Regions from separate parts of the Triticum aestivum genome. Here region 2 is linked to region 1. The links are chromatin contacts, called in public Hi-C maps. All regions are on one chromosome and are shown on one strand. Each heading gives the region's core, a stretch centred on a gene start, on an enhancer-like site or on the middle of the called end of the contact. The rest is flanking DNA. Distances are from core to core; before and after follow the strand shown.

The links. A called contact is a pair of places that touch in the nucleus more often than the background predicts.
Region 2: a contact with region 1 is called in a Hi-C map of leaf, with 4 times the contacts expected there. The contact joins the promoter of LOC123070435 here to the promoter of LOC123070433 in region 1. A contact is called at or near these places in 3 of 5 Hi-C or Micro-C datasets (all in leaf).

What each region holds. Positions count from the first base shown.
Region 1 is chr3B:470,613,781-470,617,176 of IWGSC CS RefSeq v2.1, reverse strand. It overlaps LOC123070433, which reads left to right and starts at 1,893. Exons shown (of 5, transcript XM_044493658.1): 1 at 1,893-2,169; 2 at 2,563-2,629; 3 at 2,710-3,090. The coding sequence starts at 2,047.
Region 2 is chr3B:471,001,110-471,004,642 of IWGSC CS RefSeq v2.1, reverse strand. It overlaps LOC123070435, which reads right to left and starts at 2,133. Exons shown (of 2, transcript XM_044493660.1): 1 at 1,886-2,133; 2 at 1,127-1,786. The coding sequence starts at 2,050. The coding sequence ends at 1,361. LOC123070434 (AP-1 complex subunit mu-2) reads left to right here. Exons shown (of 11, transcript XM_044493659.1): 11 at 44-474. The coding sequence ends at 142.

The sequences.
Region 1 (3,396 bases), core at 644-3,143:
TCTTCTTTACAATGTGTACCTTCTCCGGTGTAGAGACCACTGTGTTGCTGGGAGCAGATGAAGATGCCCCTTCAATCAACAGAACAATCCCTGCAACCTTGCCTGCCAGATGAGAAAGCTGATGTCCTCTAATATTTAGTGAGCCATCCGCAGCTACCAACCTCTTCCGAGCTCCCTTCTCTACTCCATTACCAGAATTTTCCCTCCTATCATCCACATCCATCTGCTGTGACCCATGCGTATTTGCTCCTCCAGCTTCTCCCCTTCCTCGACCCCCGGACGGGCCTCTACCTCCTCGTCCTCTAGCCCCTCTTCCACCATCGCCTCCCCGACCTCTGCCAAAACCATCTCCTCGACCTCCACCACCGTACGGTTGAGAGGCTGACATCTCCGGCTACCACAGCAGCCAATCACCCCATTCGAACGAGTCTGGGTCATGTATGTCGTCTCCACATTCATCAGCCAGATGACCCATCCGACCACAAGCAAAGCAAAAGTCTGGTAGCTTTTCATAGAAAACACTGAACTTTTTGAGCTCCTTCAAAGTAACTGGAACAAACCTGACTAGTGGCTCGTAAACATCCACAAAGATCCTGGCTCGTAACGTACTCGCCGGATTTATCCTCCCCTCATTCACTACAACTGTAAACGGAGGGTCTCCCACCTTTGTTGCAACCTTCTCCGCCAACTCCTTCCTCCTTGTAAGTCCATCCGGCAAGCCCTTGACTCGAGCCCACAGCGGGATCTTGTTTAGTCTGTAACCATTAACATCAGAGAACCCATCGTACTCCTGAAGCACAACGGGCGCCCGCCGGAACAGCCACGGCCCTCCATCCATGATCTTCCTCCAATCTCCCAAATAGTGGCACTGGACAAGAAACAGGTTGGGCCCCTTGATATTGAAGGTGACCCCCTGCGTCGCCGACCAGACATTACACATCTGTGTCAAGAGCGTCGCATGGCTAAACAGCTTTGTCGTATGAACACGAAACAGGACCAACCAGTGAACATCCTTGATCAAATCTTCCACCTCCTCCGAGAAATCAAGATCCTCCTCTTCCTTCCCATGTAGCTTCATCCCGGCGAACTAATCCTCAAGATCAGGCCCCGTCCCAAAGAACGTGTCGTGCTCATCTCCCCCCCCCCCTCAGATGCGTTCCTTCTTACCTGCGAGCTATGACTCCCCCCATCCGCAGCCCTAGAATTGACTTGGCTGCTCTTTTCTCAAGAACCCTCAGGGGCTTCAGATCCAATCACCTCCCCTACACCCAGACTTACTTCCGCCGCCATCTCTTCCCCCTGACCCCCTGGCTTCTGTTGCCTTTGATCCGTCATGCAAGCGAACGTGCGCGACGGGAATAGGTAGATCTCATCGGCAGTCGGATGGAACCGGCGATCGGCAAGGTTTTACGTGAACTCTAGCGAATCGCCAAAGGAAGGGTGAGCGAGGCATAAAGCTTTCCTATATGCAATTGCTTCAACAGATCAGGAATCCATCACTCTGTCCATAACCAGAACGAAGGCCCCCAAGAAAGCTCCATTTTTTTAGTGAAAAATTGCCGCCGGCCGCCGGCAAGCTCTTCCTTTGCTCCACTGAAATCGCCCCATCAACACTCCCTTTTACATCTTGCTTTTTAGGCTAAAATACGCTCTATTTTATTGATCGTCAATAATAACAACGCTCATGGAAATACAATGGACTGGCCCATCCCACGCGGACGTGCGGAGCGCCGCTGGCTGTCTGCCGATCGGCTCGAGTTGCCCGGCCGTGTTTTCCCCGTGAAATTACAGCCCAGCTGTACATACTAGGCCCGTCCGCATATGCATGTTCTTTAGAAAACAAACTTCGCTAAAAAAAACCTAAATTTTTCTAAAGAAGGAAAAATCTGACATCTGGGCCCCGACGCCACAGTTCTCGTGCGGCAGTCTGACGACCACCACACCAAACAAACCTCACCGGGCCAAGCGGCCGGGGCGCCCGTCCGTCCGTCCCACCGTCCTCTTCCCACCCGCGCCCCTTGCTGCTGTCAGATAGCGCCACGGACCATGGCCGCCGTGGCAGGCCCCACCGTTCTCCGGCTCCGCCCCAGGGCCGCCTCCCTGTCCGCGCCGGCCATCTCCGCCCCTCCTCGCTGCCGCCTCAGCTCCGTAGCTTACTCCTATCCCAAGGCAATCCCCTCCTCCTCGTGCTAAAACGCCTAGAGCATTTTTCCTCTACCTGTATGACCTCCTCTTTCGTGCTTGGTTAGCGATTAGGTGAGTTTTAATTAGTTACTGGTGGAGGCCTTAGTCCCCCGTATGGATAATTCGAAAAGGATGATTTTATTCCCTCTATTGGGTGCGATGTCAACGTGCCAATGAGTTTCAGTCATTTTTTGGTAGACTTTTTATTGAAATACGAGTACCTCTTAAATTTTCTTAGAATGGGCACAGTTACATACTTACATGTACCTACTCTATGCTCCATATACTTCTGCGATTCTGGATGCTTTGAACATGAAAATTGCAGTGAATTGTCTGGTTTAGCAGTACTAGCGTATGACACAGGGTTATCTCTCTCAGCTTGCAGGATCATTTGCAGTTCAAAGGGTAAATGGAAGTAGGATGCAGTACTTGGGCACTCTAAAAGGTAACTTTTCCCTTACTTTCTGAAAAGCTCTTTATTGAATACACATAGCCCTTTACGTTGAATTTACCACGTGTTAACAGAACAAGTTCTAAGGAGCTCCAGCAACCATGATGGACATATTAAGCGAATTGTTTCCTGCACTGCTAGCGACAAACAGGAGCCAATCGCTTCACTTACCTCGGACACGCCGGTCTTAGAAGATACCAAGAGCAATACTGCAGATTCCTCTGCATCTTTGGGCTCCGATTTTACTGAGAGGAGTGCTGGAAAACCGGGATTCATCTCATTTCATGGCGGCAGCTCTCAAACGTTAAGTGTGGAGAGTGTGCCACATCCTGGCAAGGAAGCATCTAGATTAGTATGGTTTGTTGGTCCAACTATTCTTGTGGCATTCTTGGTTCTTCCATCGCTTTACCTGCGCAGAGTACTCTCAGCCGTGTTTGAGGATTCCCTGTTGACAGGTATCCTTTCTGTGATAATTCAGAAATTTGTTCTTTTCATCCTCAACAACTCTGATAGTGTCTTTTATCTTATTCCTTTACCTCCCAGTCCCACCTTTTATTAGCTGAGGGAAATCAGTTATGTTGGTTACCATTTAACACAATCATATATCTGTGCCTGTTAGTAGCATTTATTCCATTAAAAGGCATGTAAGTAATTGGTGATTAAAAATAGGTAATTTCATTGCTTTACATCTGATCATCCCCCATACACATTGTTACAATTTTCTTTCCCTTAAATGAACACCGATGCACATAATTCGTTCT
Region 2 (3,533 bases), core at 884-3,383, 390 kb before region 1:
TATGGCACCTCGAGTAAAAAGTATGGCATTATGTACTTCACAGGTTCGCTATCTAAAGATCATTGAAAAGAGTGGGTACCAGGCGCTTCCGTGGGTTAGATACATTACCATGGCAGGTGAATACGAACTAAGACTTATATGAGTTTCCTGTGGTGTGGCTACTAGAAAAGGAAGACACCAATGAAGCTGTGAGGCTTTTGGAATACATAGTTCTTGCTCGCTACAGCGTATAGATGAATTGGGAAATGAACATGGAAGTCATCTCCCAAAAAGCTGTAGCGCGCAAGGTTTTTTTGTGGCTTGTCACTGTAATTTACACATCAAGTACAGTTTTGAGAAAGAAGAACACTGTTTTTTTTTCCTTTGGACGAGTTAACTTGTATCATAATTGATTTATTGTTATTATTTTTGGTGACACATTTGTTTTTATTTCCTTTTTTGCCACAGTGAAATATAGAGCTGATTTGTGACAAATGAGCACTTGTCATACATGAATATTGCTTTTGAAGTTTGGGTTGAAGCTATCGAGGCTTCTCTGAATGGTGGACGGAGAAAATAAAACAAAAAAACAGCTGGTGGCTATTGTGTGGAGCTCAACGCGATCCTCCATGCGGCTAATGTTGACACCTGACTTGCATGTTAACTGTTTAGACATCCAATCGTGAAGATGCTGTGCTGTGCTGGCTCGCACCTGTAAATTCTGCAAAGCCGTTTCCGGGAGATAAATATGCGGGACTGCAACGAGAGATCCTGCTCGAACCCGGCCCCAACGCAGGTGTGTGGCGACAGCTCTGGCTTGAAACCCGGCCCCAAAGCAGGTGCATGAAATTCTTCACAAGAGAGCAAGGGCAAGATGGCGTGACCCGGGCTCTTGGTCTTCTCCCTGGCGTGCCAGACCACGGAGATTTGGAAGCGCTGCGAGTCCTCTCCTCACCGAGGAGATTTGGAGCGCACGCTGAACCAAAAGCGCAAGTTGTTTGCCTCTCTGGCTCATCCTTCATCCGACAAGTTATATACAACGCGAAGGCTGGTGTTGCATGAGTATGCTTGCAATCTGTACGTAACCGAGTCAGAGACTATTGCAAATGCTGCATCTTTCCAAGGGGGAATTTGGCCATGTATAAGCTGAACCGAAAAAGAAGATCCATTCCGACAAATCTAACTTCCGAGTACAGAATAGACCGGCGTCAACTAAAAGACATTTTTTCTCTATCGACAGGTTACCTATGAAACGCAATACCATCCTAGATGACAAATCTACACACTAGACTAAAATACACGTAATGCGGAAAAGAATAAAACTACATGCCAAAATCTAAATGGTGTCCAAGAAACGTCAACCGGAAGCACCGTCCACCGCTCAGGGCTGCCTGATGGCGGTAGCCAGGTCGAGGCAGTTGCTGACGAGGCGCGTGATGTGGCGCTGCGCGCCGCGTATCGGCGACTTGAGCTCCGGGCGCTCGCCGAAGATGTCCCGGCAGTCGGTGGAGTAGGTGCTGGCCGCCGACAGCTCCGACATGAGATCGTCGCGGCTGCCCCCCTTCTTGAGCGTCGTCCGCGACTTCCCCAGCGAGTCCGTCAGCGACGCGTAGCTGTCCCTGCACGACTGCAGCGACGACATCATCGGGATGGTGTTGCCCAGGCCTGCCCTCATCGCCTCGTCGAGCCGCATCTCCGTCATCGCCGACTTGGCCGCCGTCATCCGCAGGGCCGTGTCCAGGAGCTGCTGCGGGGTCGTCACCCCGGGCAGCGTCGCCATCGTGCTACACAGCGTCCTGTAGTGCACCTGCACGCACGCACAAATGGCAAACATGCGAACGTATTCGTAAGGATGTTTGATCTGCAGAGCACGCACGTTATAGATTCATTCACTGTATGTATGTACCTCTTGACATATGCCGAAGCATTCTTCGCAGCGCTGGATGCCGATCAGGCGACGGCCATTGTCGCCGAAGGGGAGGAAGATAGGGTGAAGGACACGGGCATCGACGGAGCTCGAGGACGCCGCCAAGACGGCGGCAAAGATCAGCGCGAGGAGGCGTAGTAACATTGGTTGGTGTTGGAAGGAGAGGAGCAGGGTGTACGTGGGCTAAAGAGGAGAGACGAGGACTGGAGAGGCTATAAAAGAAGATCCTGTTCGCGCTTGAGAAGAAGGCGGTTAACTAGTGGTGGTAGAGAGCACGGGACTGGACTGCGAGAAAAAGTTAGCCGTAAATTTGTGCGGGGTTCTGGTTGGCCACCCTTGGTTGTAGCTTAATATTGATTCGAGTTTCTTCTGTTTGTGTGACAGTCAGGTGATAGCCTTGTGAAAGGCACTAGTGATAAAGTTGAAAAAAGAACTCGTTGCACAAGCTAAAACTTGAAATGCTATCCCCAAGCTTAACGTCGGCCCAACAAGCGGTTTGCGAATCTTCTTCTACCTACCGGATCGGCAGGGTTGGCCCAACGCGGTTTTAGGAATCTTCTACATACCGGATCGGAGAGATTTGTAACCTTCCTAGGAGCGGTTTTAGAAACCTTCTGTCTGGTTCTATTTTTTTTCATTTTTATTGGATTTTCCTCTTATTTCTTTTTATCTTTTCCTGTTTGTTTTCCTGTTTTCGTTTTTTCTTTGTTTTATTTTTCCCACTTTCTTTTGTATAAAGAGAGTCAACATTTTTTAATATGTAATGAACATTTTTCAAAAATATCTTGAATAATCTTTTACATTTTTTCGAACAGTTCTCAAATGTTGTGACCATTTCTTTCAATAGTTCCGGACATTTTTTTAATATGGCATGAACATTTTTCCAAAATTGCATGAACCAAATATTATATTTTCATGAAAAATTCTTTTAAATAGTTATGAACAACTTTTTATATGTGTTATGATATTTTTAAGAAAATTTTGTGAATAATGTTTTAAATTTTCATGAACATTAAAAACATGTCAAAAATTGTAGATGCTACAAACATTTTTTAAAGGTTATCAATTATTTTTTCTATGCCATGAATATTTTTTGAAACATTGCGTCAATGGATATTTATTAATTCATAAAAAATATAAAAAAATGTCATGATAACATTTTAAAGGTGTGGACATTTTTTTTCAATGCTACCAACATATTTTTAAATGTCATGAACATTTTTTTCTTTATGTGTAAACTTTTTTTTAAGTGTCATGAAAATTTTATTAAAAAATGAGATTCTTTTTTTGAGCTGCGTGAACATTTCTTCAATATACAGAGAACATTGTTTGCAAAATTCATAAAAATAAAATATTTTAAAAATATACTTTAGAGGATTTATAGAAATGTAAATATAAATATAAAGAAAAATAAAAATAAGAATTAGAAGACAAAAATACAGAAAAAATGAAAGTACATAAAAGATAAGCAAGCTACTGTTCTCACAAGCTTGGCGTAGCCCATTTAACCTAGGGGTGTAGGCGAGGCAGCCGTTGGTCTCAGGGCACGGCGATGTCTCGCCTCGTGCGTTTATGGATCCTGGGAGGCATTGGGAGCAGATTAGAATGGAGGTCGGCGCAGGAGCAT